2 separate regions of the Mus musculus genome follow, and region 2 is linked to region 1. A link is a contact called in public HiCAR-type data. All regions are on one chromosome and are shown on one strand. The core of a region is the stretch at or near the end of the contact, and the rest is flanking DNA. Distances in the headings are between cores, read along the strand shown. Region 1 holds the start of Hsd17b2 (hydroxysteroid (17-beta) dehydrogenase 2). Region 2 overlaps Hsd17b2 (hydroxysteroid (17-beta) dehydrogenase 2).

The links. HiCAR-type assays count read pairs that join an accessible place to other places.
Region 2: a HiCAR-type map of kidney shows a contact between it and region 1, with 2.1 times the contacts expected there. The contact joins the enhancer-like site here to the promoter of Hsd17b2 in region 1. A contact is called at or near these places in 4 of 39 promoter capture datasets (frontonasal cranial neural crest, liver and macrophages), 13 of 484 Hi-C or Micro-C datasets (the BV-2 cell line, ECoMG-derived neutrophils, cranial neural crest and 7 more), 5 of 115 datasets of contacts at active chromatin or transcription factors (embryonic stem cells, intestinal villus epithelium, kidney and 1 more) and 1 of 9 other capture datasets (pancreatic islet).

What each region holds. Positions count from the first base shown.
Region 1 is chr8:117,700,544-117,703,307 of GRCm38.p6, reverse strand. It overlaps Hsd17b2 (hydroxysteroid (17-beta) dehydrogenase 2), which reads right to left and starts at 1,362. Exons shown (of 5, transcript NM_008290.2): 1 at 1,045-1,362. The coding sequence starts at 1,312.
Region 2 is chr8:117,741,452-117,744,151 of GRCm38.p6, reverse strand. Hsd17b2 (hydroxysteroid (17-beta) dehydrogenase 2) reads right to left here. Exons shown (of 5, transcript NM_008290.2): 3 at 1,635-1,820. It overlaps Gm31774 (a long non-coding RNA gene), which reads left to right. Exons shown (of 4, transcript XR_003947600.1): 3 at 1,309-1,432; 4 at 1,597-1,677. Among named protein-coding and RNA genes, the nearest start is that of Gm31774, 5.7 kb to the left of the region's middle. Within about 2 kb of position 1,386, at least 26 of the 459 cell types and tissues checked have an H3K27ac peak or open chromatin away from gene starts, as enhancers often do. A contact at or near this core is called in kidney, where this site is marked.

The sequences.
Region 1 (2,764 bases), core at 113-2,612:
GGGAAATACAATAACTACTCGACTTCACTGTTGTATCTTAAACTCAGAGAAGCTGATGTCCTGCCCTTCCACACCCCAGCCAGAACCAAACCGTGCTCACAAGAAGAATCTTTGTTACTGGATTTAAAGTAAAAAAAAAAAAAAAAAAATTGATTCATCAGTCCACGAGTCCCCTGCTGACCACAGCCAGGGGCCCCAGCCACAGGTGATGACTTCCTTATGCAGGGGTGACACCCTCCTCACAAGGTGACTCTGCCGATGGCCTTTCCTCTTCTTTCCAGGCCTTTCTGGGTTAGGATCACTTGAGGGAATTCTAGTTGCAGCTTTCACCAAACAAACCCGTTTTACAACTCCAAGGAATCTAATTTGGCCGCCTCGCGCTTACTGCAGAAGAGCCTGCAGAAGAAGTGAGAGGCTGGCAGCTCAGCTAATGAGCAGCTAGCTCCGTGTGCACGCACTGCCAGTTTGATCTAATTAAGAAGCACTAATACACTAATGACATATAGAGAAAAGGTTCAAACAGGACAACAGGGTGGTTCGTGGTTCGGGACAGCAGCCTGGCAAATTGCAAAGGCTCAAAGTACAGTGGCGTCCCTAGACACACAGTATTGTGCCAAAGCTGACTGGCCACCTTCCTTCCATACATAGAGGGGTGACCAGGCCTAGGACCTAGATAAATAGTCACCTCAGAACAGAATAGCAACCAAGCCTGAAGAAGTCTGTCAGGTATTTCCTGGTACAAGAACACACGTGAAATGATGCTGTTTTACTTATTTATATTTATTCCTAGGAAATTAACACACTCATTGTATAGATCTGTGGCCCTGAGCAATTGTCACGTTTTGTCTTACCACTGGCTCCTTCCAAAGCCCATCCAAACCAAAGGACACGCAAAAAGGCAGTGAGAACCACTCGGGTATGTGCTGCCTGTCATTCACTCTAAGCACTTCCCACTCAAGCCAAAACTGACAGTGTCCCCCCACTGAGGACAGAGAGTATCAGACTCTTCTCCGCAGGACAATCACAGGAATGCTGGCCACTTACCTGTCACCAGCACGGCCTTTTGATCCACAGGTAACAAGTCTTGGTCAGATGAACTCATATACAGAAGAAGGAAGCAGGCCACGGATAAGAGGAACAAGGTGCAGAGGAGGGACAGACTGAGCAGGCAGGCACCTCCCCAGAGGCCAGCGAGACACACCGCCTGGCTCCGCAGCTGCCTGCCACTCCGGCATCCGCAGAGAAGCGTGCCCCCCAGCACTGCAGCGGCAGCCAAGCAGAGCCATGCTGACTCAGAGGCAAACGGGCTCATTCTCCACTGGCCTTCACTTGCTCTGGGCCAGTGAATACTGTGAGTGCAGAAGCTGGCTGGAGGCAGCCCAGGCTTATATGAAGGGAGAGGCAAGCGGGAGGGGGGAACGACAGCCCCCGCACCCTTTGAACAAGCATGTTAAAGGTAGTGATAGGGGAGACTACTCCCAGGATGTAATTTAAACTGTGCACTGTGATATAAATACCTGCTCATTCCCCTAAGGCACTCAACACTTACACATGAGCACACGTACACACACAAACACACACACACACACACACACGTACACACACACATACACACACACACAAATATACACACACCTACACAGACATATAGACATACACACATGCACATACACACAAATAGGCACATACACACAAATAGACACACACACATCGTAACACACAGACATAATACACACACGGACATACACACACATACAGACATACACACACTTACACATACACACATACACGCACGCGCACACGCACCCTCCCACCTGACAGATGTTTACTCAGATAATGATTGACAGACTTGGAATCACAAGAAGACAATCTCCTTTGGATGTGCCCTCTCTGTGTTGGTTGAGTTCTTTTGCTAACTCCGAGTGTATCTGTATGTGTGGCTGTGAGTGTGTGTGTGTGTGTGTGTGTGTGTGTGTGTGTGTTATCCAGGTAATCAGTGAAGCTTGGAAAGTGGATTCTAAGAAGAGAGCATCCCCGATCTGGCCTGTATCTGGAGGACTACTGCCAACTGAGACAGGTTAAGGGCTCAATGAGCCAAAAAAAGGCTCACCTTAGAGGCAGATGGAAGGTGCCTGTGTCTTCCCAGAGGGCAGTTGTGCCAGAGAGAGACCATAGCAATGACAATCAGACTGAGAGAAGCTGTCAGAACCAGTGCTCTGCTCAATTCTGACTCAGTCTACCCTGTTGGAGGCTCTGTTCTTGGTAGTAGGACTCGGTCTCCGAATAGGATGTCCTTACAACATTTCTATTCGTGTGGCAATAACGAGAGAGGCAATCAATAGGAGACTAGAGAGATTAGGAGCCGGAACGCAGCAGGGTGTCAATCCCCGGCATTGCCCTTTGAACCACCCACTGTCTGCTTTCGGTCAAACACAGAAAAGCAACCCCTCCTGTGCTAGTTCCTCCTTTTGCCCAGCTTGCATCTTACACAATCCTTTGTTAGAGTCAGCTTGTAAACTAGAAAATTCAGGCTGGGAGAGGCTGTACTTTATCCAAGAGCAAGGAATCTGAATCCACACACCTGTGACTCACCAGCTCAAGAGCCCTTCTGTAAAAACTGGAGAGATAGTTCAGTCTCTATATATAGGTATCTGGGTATTATATACCATGAGCGCGAACACACACTTACACATGAGCACACGTACACACAAACACACACACACACACACACACACGTACACACACACACACACACACACACACA
Region 2 (2,700 bases), core at 137-2,636, 41 kb before region 1:
GCCTTTGTTTTGATCTTGAACCATTATGGTACCCAAGCTGACTGTAGAGGCAATTAAGTTCCAGATGAGCTCATTATGCTCCTTCCTCAGCCTCTCTGGTGGAAGGATGCGGGCAGGCGCCACAAGGCATGACTGTATTTGTTCACCTTGTGTATGGATGCTACTTCCTGCCTGGTACTGGGTGTACAGCACATGCGAGGTGTTAGAGAGCACTTAAACTCTTATGAATGAAGGGACTGCCTGAAGCAAGAATGGAGACAGGAAAGAGAAACGCAGGCCCGTCAGTGTGCCAAGGAGAGAGCTACGGTCAGCCACATCAGGAACGCAGAGAGCGCCCTGGGACTGGGCTGCGGTCAGCCACATCAGGAACGCAGAGAGCGCCCTGGGACTGGGAGGGATGAGGTTCCCAAAGGGTCTGCAGCTATAAAGGCCAAGTTGTTCAGAATGAAGACGAAGGTCAAGTGTTGCCTGTTGTGTCGGGCTGGGCAAATGGCTTAGCCGCGAAAGTGCTCACTGTGCAAGCATGAAGATCCAAGTTCAAACCCAGCCCCCTCAACTTTAAAAAAAGGGGGGGGTGTGGGGGGGGAGGAGAATGATAGCACATCCCTCAGTGCTAGGAAGGTAAAGGCAAAAGAGATCCTCAGAGTTTGTTAGCTGGCCAGTCTAGCTAAGTCAGTGAGCTCCAGGTTCAATGACAAATCCTGTTGCCCACCCCCCAAAAAGGTGGAAAATACCTCCAGCCCCTATTTTATTTGTACACACATGAGTTTGCACGTGTATGCACGCACACACACACAGACACACACACACACACACACAGACACACACAGACACAGATACACACACAGACACACACACACAGACACCTACACACACACAGACACACACACAGGCACACACACAGACACACACACACACACACACACACACACCAGTATCAGAAACCTAGCTGCACCTTTTCCTTTTACAAACTTGACTTAGCACCAATCTCAGGAGGAAGGATCTGGGAGTCCAGAGCCCAGTCCCTTTAGATTTCCTTCTTATCCATGCAGAAACCCGAGAAAGAACTCCAGAAACTCTCCCAAAGCTGAGGTAGGCCTGGGGAACTCCTGGTAAAAAAATGTCTATGAGAGAGGGCAAGGCGTGATGGCCCGGTCAGAGGCTGTTGCTTATGGAAAACGAGACGGCTGGGTTGTTGACACATCTTGGACCCAACCAAGAAAGGCAAGGACAACATCTGGTTCAACCCTAGTGGATGGACTCAGGGTACCCAGGGCGCACACAGAGAGACATTCTTCATTCTTTCAGCTTACAGGAAATAGCAGTGTGCTATGCTCAGAGAGGGCCAAAGACAGGCTTCCCACAGCACCCAGTGACCTGGACTGTGAACCTAGCTGTCCTACGTGTTGGAAACTCTCCAGTGATGAACACGGTAATTAACAGAAAGTGGAGAAGAGCTTTCGCATGAGAGAATTTGAAAGGAGAGGAAGGTCAGCTGACTCTGAATACATAGGCTGACTCACTGCAACCCAGCCCTGCTTTTGTGCCCCTTGCTCTCTTGGGTAGTCCGAAAAGAATGCAGTACATGTCTTGTAGCAGGTGCCCAGTGGCTGCGTGCCAACACGTTGACTTGCCTCCCATGCTGCTGACGTTCACCAGCCTCCCCTTGGACTTTCTAAGTAGAGGCAGAAACGCCTTGGTGACCTCGACAGTTCCGAAGAAGTTCACGGCCATGCATTTTCTGTAGATGCTCATGGGTATGAGTTCCCCGTCGATAGGTAAGTGGAAGACCCCGGCATTGTTAACCACGGCCCACAGTCCTGGGGACAGAAAAAAAAAAGTATCTGTGAGGATGGGAGAAGCTGGAACATGTGGCTAGCTTCACACATCGAGTTCTGGAGCCACCAAACCTCTTTAAAAGTAGATTTCAGGCACAATACAAACTTTCCAAACTTGGTCTCTTCCTATGTACGCAAACCACCCCCATGGTGGGGCAACGTGAAGAGAACAAATGTGTATAGTATTAAACAATGATTTCAGAGATCCTGTACCTTTAAAGTATGTTTATTCTGTGTGGGAGAGAAGAGCATGCATGTCACGGTAGGTATGTCCAGGTCAGAGGACATCTTATAGGAGTTGATCCTGCCCTTCCACCTTGTGGATGGTATTAACTGCACTCAGATCATTAGCCTTTCCTGCAGCTACCATTATTCACTGAGATGAACTGGCAGTCCAGTCCTTCTCTTGCCTGGTAGCCCCTTTCCTATAGGAAGGAAGCTGGATAGTCACTATTTATGGAAACCAGTGGGACTTCAGGATGAGAGTCATAGTGCCACAGTGTGCCAGGTTTTAAACCAGCAGTTCTCAACTTGTGGGTCTTGACTCCCACGGGGGCCGTGCATCAGATATCCTGCATATCAGATTTTTTTTGCTTTATTATTCATAACAGTAGCCAAATTACAGTTATGAAGTAGCACTGAAGTAATTTTATGGTTAGGGAGTCACCACAACACAAGGAACAGTATTAAAATGTCTCGGCATTAGGAAGATTGAGGGCCACTGCCTAGTACCTCCTCCAAGGAGTATAGAAAGACATCATTAACACTTCAGGATGACATGCCTGCATCCTTTCCTCATCTCTAAAAGCCTAGCAACAAGAAGCAAAGTCTCAACAGCTGGGTGACTGTGATGTCCTAACAC